2 separate regions of the Sus scrofa genome follow, and region 2 is linked to region 1. The links are chromatin contacts, called in public Hi-C maps. All regions are on one chromosome and are shown on one strand. The core of a region is the stretch at or near the end of the contact, and the rest is flanking DNA. Distances in the headings are between cores, read along the strand shown. Region 1 overlaps KIF13A (kinesin-like protein KIF13A). Region 2 holds the start of NHLRC1 (NHL repeat containing E3 ubiquitin protein ligase 1).

Region 1 (3,488 bases), core at 394-2,893:
CAATGTACATAGGTGTACAACAAAAAACTGACCAGGACTTCCCGTCGTGGTGCAGCAGAAATGAATCCAATTAGGAATCATGAGGTTGCAGGTTTGATCCCTGTCCTTGCTCAGTGGGTTAAGGATCTGGTGTTGCTGTGAGCTGTAGTATAGGTCACAGATGTGTCTCGGATCCTGCGTTGTTGTGACTGTGGCATAGACCAGCAGCTGTAGCTCTGATTGGACCCCTAGCCTGGGAACCTCTATATCCATGGGTGTGGCACTAAAAAGAAAAAAAAAAAAAACTCTGCTAATTTCAAAATTCAAAAGCTGATTTATGGAGTTCCCATTGTGGCTCAGTGGTTAACAAATCCGACTGGTATCCACAAGGGTTCAATCCCTGGCCTCGCTCAGTGGGTTAAGGATTCGGCATTGCTGTGAGCTGTGGTATAGGTTGCAGATACTGCTCAGACCCCAAGTTGCTGTGGCTGTGGTGTAGGCTGGCAGCTACAGCTCCAATTCAACCCCTAGCTTGGGAACCTCCATATGCCGCAGGTGTGGCCCTAAAAAGACAAAAGACAAAAAAAGAAAAGAAAAGAAAAGGTGACTTACACCATACTGATTAGTACAGATGAGGCTTTTAAAAAGATAAATTACTTGTTTCCAAAACGATTCTTGAATAAGGATAAAATCTGATGGTTTACTTGGCTTTAAAGAGATCTGAAAACCACAATAATTCCTACTCCTTAAATCTCATCTCCTTTCATCTTAGTGCACTGAAGCACAGAGGTTGTTTTTAAATGAAAACATAAATTTCCTCCATCCAATGAGAATAACACAGAAGACCCTACACGAACCATTCAAGTGAACACAAATAACTAATAGTGACTTCTTATCACTTACATAAAAGTAAGTGTTGAACTGACACTACCAGTTCATCAGCCATTAGAGGCGAGAGGGTTAGGGAAAAAACTCAGTTTCCCCTTTACTCTTGCAGTCACAGCACTTCTGACACCTAATATGTAGGTTTCCCCACCAAACATTTTTTTTTCTTTTTTTCAGCCACACCCACAGCATGTGGAAGTTCCCAGGCTAGGGGATGAATTGGAGCTGCAGCTGCCAGCATACACCACAGCCACAGCAACGCCAGATCTGAGCCTCATCTTCAACCTATGCTGAAGCTTGCAGCAACGCCAGATCCTTAACCCACAGAGCGAGGCCAGGGATGGAACCCGCATCCTCACAGAGACAATGTCGAGTCCTTAATCTGCTGAGCTACAAAGGGAACTCCTCCTCACCATGCAGTTCTGACACCGTTTGCCTGGACTGAGCATCAGACCCTGCAGTTAAGGGCTCAGTCCCCAAGACTGCCCTGCCCCACCTCAGATACCAGCTACAAGTCCAAGTTATCACCTGTGCTTCTGAACAACCAACTCTAAACCAGAGGTTCCCACCCTCTTCCAGGAGTTCAGTCATTTACTAGAATAGCTTACAGAACTCAGGGAAACACTTAATCATGTGAACTGCTTTTTTTTTTTTTAAATGTAATAAAGGGTATGATAAGCCATATAGATGAACAGGTGCCAGATGGAGAGGTACACAGGGGCAAGTCCACAAAGGTCTTGAGCGTGGCAGCTTCTGTCCCCGTGGAGTTTGGTTGCACCACCCTCCCGGCACACAGACCTTTGTTCACCAACCTGGAAGCCCTCTGAACCCGGGGCTTTTGTTTTTGTATGGAGGCATGATCAATTATTAACTTCATTTCCAATCACCTTTCAGAAGAAGCGGGGAAGGAGCTGAAGATTCCGGGTTTCTAATCATGGTTTAGTCTTTCTGGTGACCAGTCTCCAGCCAGGAGCCCAGAATGAGTCCTCGCATTAGAACAAGAGATGTTCCCATCTCCCAGAAAGTTTCAAGGGATTTAGGAGCTCTGCCTCAGGAACCTGGGCAAAGGCCAATATACATACATCTCTCTTCTTATTTTACATTGCCCTAAACTTTCAGTAAGGTGATGAGGTACCTCCCCACACCCCACTCACCCCCCCCCAACAACATGAGCCTACTTGAGAGGCTTAAACGAATGCACTGTTCTATGCGTCACAGTCCCAAGCAATGTTGTAGGAAGAAAGAGGAGATTAAAAAAAAAGTTGAAGGTACTAAGTGCCAGACCTCGTATTCTACGTATATTGTTTCATTTGAGCCCAGTAATCCCATAATGTCACTGCTATTATCCTAGTTCTTAGATGAGGCTCATGAAAGTTAACATCCTGAAAGTCAGCAAGGCAACAAGCTCAACTGTATTCACGGGTGAAATTAATGAGCAATACTAACATATTTTGTTGTTGTTGTTTTCTTTTTTGGCCGCCCCATAGAGTTCCCAGGTCAGGGATCAGATCTGAGCTACAACTGCGATCTACTACACCGCAATTGCGGCAACACCAGATCCTATAACCCACTGCAGCCAGTGGAGGTCAAACATGTGTCCCAGTGCTGCAGAGATGCCGCCAATCCTGCTGCACCACGGCAGGAACTCGTGTTTTTAAAAACATCATTCATTTTGACATACGTGGTAGGATTTCTAGGGAGCAGATTTACGTGTGCTACATTTAAATGTGTTTTCAATCCCTCAGGAGGGGAAAAACGGACAGTGACAACCTGCAAGTTTGTTAGGGGAAAAATAAAGGGAGCCAGATTCCACATTGGTCACCAACAATCTAAAGTCAAGACCAGCCATTAGAAAGAAGTCTCTAGTAGTCCCAAGAGTTGCTATTGCCAGCTGGTCCTAAATCCTGGTGAAAGCACACTCTCAGCCTGGATCATTCCCAAGGTAGCAGTGATTTCTAACCACTTTACTCCTTCATCCTTGTAGATGTTTCTTCCTGTATCTGCTGAGTGTAGTTTGCAAGAGCTGATTCCATAGCTCTGAAGACAGAGCACGTCTATTTGGGTTGTTTGGGATACGTGTCCAAAGGTCTCTTGATACAGTTATGGGACACAAAGGTGGCTTTTAAGTGGAGAACTGGGGCCATCTATTTAGCCTTTTGATAAGTGAAGTGAGAGAATTCTAGAAAAGGATTCAGCACCTCAAGCATCAATGTTCATTTGACTACTTTTTTTTTCTTTTTAGGGCCACACCCGCAGCATATGGAAGTTCCCATGCTAGGGTCAAATCCTAGCTGTAGCTGCCAGCCTACACCAGAGCCATAGCAATGCGGGATCCAAGCCACATCTGTGACAACGTCCCTGAGCAAGGCCAGGGATTGAACCCACATGCTCATGGATACTAGTCAGGTTCTAGGAGGGAACTCCTCATTTGACTATTAGTTGTACAAGTAAGAATGCACAAGAAGCTGTCCTGCTTTTAAACAAATGGCAATCCAGTTAGGAAGTAGGGTGCCTGACACACAGTAGGTGCTCAACAAAGACTGCTGAAGGAAGGAAAAGTAATAAAACAAGCATACCAAAAAGGGTAAAATAACATAAAATGTGACCAATGCAAGAAAGGCATG
Region 2 (3,488 bases), core at 271-2,770, 150 kb after region 1:
CTGGGTCTAAGTTTTCTCGTCTCTAAAATGGGATTCATAATAGAAATTACCATAAACTTAAATGAGCTAATATTTGCAAATTTCTTAGCACATGAAGTACATAATCAATAAATGGTAGATTTAATTAACATTCTTTAATAATTGCCTTAACCTCTGTAAGGCTACCAGAAATTGTAATTATCTCTGTTGGACAGATTAAGTAACTTATCCAGGGTTAAGCAACCAAAAGTTGTAGCTCTAGGGCTTCTGATGCCAGGCCCTGGGGCCCCCACCACTCCCCATCACCCCCAGTCAACCTTATAGATTTTTATAGAATGCGCTGCACTGTCCAGCACAAGAAGAGAATTTTCCTTGGTGAAGGTCAGTGCCACAGGATGGGAAAGGCCCTGGGTGATGATGGGCTTCAGGACTGGAAACTCCTCGGGTTTTCCTAAGCATAGGACAGCCTGACTAGAAGTATCAGCAACAATCACATTTCCCTGGTGATCAAAGGTCACAGCCGAGGCAGTTATTTCGGAGGAGAAAAAGAGGCTCAGCCCAAAGGCATCCACTTGGCCGATGAGCTGCATACTTGCACTGAACACCTTCACCGTGGTGCTGCAGGTTCCGGTTCCCCGAGCCCGGGGGTGCTCTAGGACCGCGATGGCCCCCGTGAGCCAGGACACGGCCACCCCCCTGGGTTGGTGCAGGTGAGCTTGCAACCGTTCAGTTTTCCGAAGGACTCCTTCCGGAAAGTCGATTTCCAGGAGGTGCAGGGCCCCTGCCTCTGCGTCAGTTACCAAGACCCCATTCTGAGGGGTGGTCTCCACACCCCAAGGCAAGGAGAACTGGCCTCCAATAACAAGCTTGATCTGGCCAAAAAAGTCAAACACTTTGATGGAGCGGTCGCCGGCGTCGGTGATAACCACATGGCAGTCGTTGGTGACAGTGACGTCAAGTGGGTACCTAATGTCCTGAGCAGCGTCCCCCTTCTCTCCAAATTGATGGACACATCCTCCCGCGGAGTCAAAGATCTTGACCCGCCTCTTGCCGTCGTGCACCACCACGACCCGTCCTGTCTTGGGACACAGCGCCAGTCCTGTGGGGTTGACCAAGGTCCCCCAGCCGCCGAAGGCGTAGTGGCAGGTGAGGGTCCCTGGGGAGGAGGGGGCGCCGCGGGAGGCCGCGGGCGCCGGCGAAGCGCGGAGCCCAGGAGCTCCAGGAGGTGCAGCACGGGCAGGCAGTCGCTGGTGTCGCAGCCCCGGCAGGCTCGCCGGCAGAAGGGGCACTCGAGGGCCAGCGTCCGCGGATGCGCCAGAGCAGCCACGCAGGCCAGGCAGACCACGTGGCCGCAGGGCAGGTTGCGCGGGCGCCGCTGCTGGCGGTGGCCAAACCGCTCAAAGCACACTTTGCACTCGAGCAGGCTGATCTCTGCCTCGCGCATCAGCTCCCGCAGAGCCAACCCGCTCCCGGAGGCCTCGGCACCCATTTGCCGTGCCCCGGGCGCCGCGCCGCCCAGCCGGCCAGCAGACGGAGCCGCACGCTGCCCCCGCGCCGCCCTGGGTCACGGTCACGGGTCACGGGGCGGAGCGCTGGACCTGACGTCCGCGGCGGCAGGCAGCTCGGCCGAGACCTGCTGCCCCCTGGTGGGCGCGCGCCGAACTGTATCCTGAAGGCCTGACGGTGGGTACTTATAGCCTGCATCCACAGCGTGTAGTCAAACCTGTAATTTTCAACAGCCATGGACGGATTCTCTTCACTTTACACTTGAGGGAACACACCTATTGAGGACAAGCGGGTTGCTCTTTATCATCCAGATTTTTCTAGTAAAAACTAGATTTTACCCTAGTTTCCCCCCTGCAGTTTCCCATTGGCGATGCTGTGTGCTGGGGCTGCCCAGGCAAGAAACCTGGTCTCAGGGTTCACGATGCTTATCCGACTGGGAATACACAGACGCACAAGGGAACTTAAAACTCAAGGGGATGAGGCAGGGACACATACTTCTTTGAGGTCTTCTATTACTCTTCTAGTAAAGTAGATGCTTAACGCACACTTGTAAAATGAATTTATGTACTAAGGAAGGAATATTATAAGACAATACCTGAAATCTACTAGGTGAATTTGTGTCTGAGGCTGGAACCAGGTTGGGCATATCCTCTAGAAAAATTGATATAAAATAAGAAAGCTGTTAATCATAATTACTATCAAATTTATTCCATGCCTTGCCCTCTTTTAAGTGGTTTCCACAGGTTATGACAATCCTACAAGGTATTTTCATCACCCCTTTTCTACCGTAGTTTGTAGAGGTTGAGTTTCTTGCCCAGGGTCACATGGCTAGAAAGTGGCCAGGCTAGGATTTGAAGCCAGACAGTTTACCTCGAATAGCCCAAGCACTATTGAAAAGAAAGAAAAAGGAACTGGGGGAATCAGGCTCGCTGACCTCAGACTCTACTACAAAGCTACAGTCCTCAAAACAGTATGGTACTGACACAAAACCAGAAATATAGATCAAAGGAACACGGCAGAAGGCCCAGAAATAAACCCAAGAAGCTCTGGTCAACTAATCTATGACAAAGGAGGCAAGAACATACACTGGAGGAAAGATAGTCTCTTCAATAAACCACGCTGGGAAAACTGGACAACCACATGTAAGAGAATGAAATTAGAACACTTTCTTTTCTTTTTTTTTTTGTCTTGTTTTTTTTTAGCTATTTCTTGGGCCGCTCCCACGGCATATGGAGGCTAGGGGTCAAATTGGAGCTGTAGCCACCGGCCTACGCCAGAGCCACAGCAACTCGGGATCCGAGCCGCGTCTGCGACCTACACCATAGCTCATGGCAACGCCGGATCGTTAACCCACTGAGCAAGGGCAGGGACCGAACCCGCAACCTCATGGTTCCTAGTCGGATTCGTTAACCACTGTGCCACGACAGGAACTCCTAGAACACTTTCTAACACCACATACACAAAAAATAAGCTCAAAATGGATTGAAGCCAGACCATTTAACTGCAGAGTCCACACTCTTAACTATTCCAGTCATTTTCAAACTTGGTTGCACATGGTAAACACCTAGATCTCATTCCCCTCAAACTAATTTGTCCAGGGCATGGTATGGGTAGCTGGGGTTTTCAAAAGCTCCCTAGGGCGGTACCATGTGTAGCCAGGTTTGAAAACCCCTGTGATATCGCAGCCCCTCAAATGACATCAGATTCCATTCTATCAACCTCAGTCAACATGGAAAGCACAGAGTACCTACCACAGGTACCAGAATATTCAGAAAAGAGTTAGGATGACCCCTCTCAGGAATCAAGGCGGTACAAGCTCTCACTTTCAGGAGTCTTCTTCTCAATGTCTCACATGAACATTATTTCTGGCAAAACCACACACTGGATCATTCCTCCTCATTTAAAGATAATTACTGTATTTACTAACCTTTGGTTGCTAGACTTCTGAGACAACAGGGGATTTTTATCCCATTAAATTCCTTAGAGGAAGTTTAGTGTAAGAC

What was found. A called contact is a pair of places that touch in the nucleus more often than the background predicts.
Region 2: a contact with region 1 is called in a Hi-C map of liver, with 2.5 times the contacts expected there. The contact joins the promoter of NHLRC1 here to the enhancer-like site in region 1. A contact is called at or near these places in 7 of 47 Hi-C or Micro-C datasets (embryonic fibroblasts, heart right ventricle, liver and 2 more) and 1 of 2 datasets of contacts at active chromatin or transcription factors (skeletal muscle).

Annotation. Positions count from the first base shown.
Region 1 is chr7:13,669,873-13,673,360 of Sscrofa11.1, forward strand. All of the region lies in intron 2 of KIF13A (kinesin-like protein KIF13A), which reads right to left. Among named protein-coding and RNA genes, the nearest start is that of KIF13A, 45 kb to the right of the region's middle. Within about 2 kb of position 1,644, at least 5 of the 83 cell types and tissues checked have an H3K27ac peak or open chromatin away from gene starts, as enhancers often do. A contact at or near this core is called in liver, where this site is marked.
Region 2 is chr7:13,816,124-13,819,611 of Sscrofa11.1, forward strand. NHLRC1 (NHL repeat containing E3 ubiquitin protein ligase 1) reads right to left here and starts at 1,521. Exons shown (of 2, transcript NM_001258302.1): 1 at 1,176-1,521; 2 at 120-1,173. The coding sequence starts at 1,468. The coding sequence ends at 282.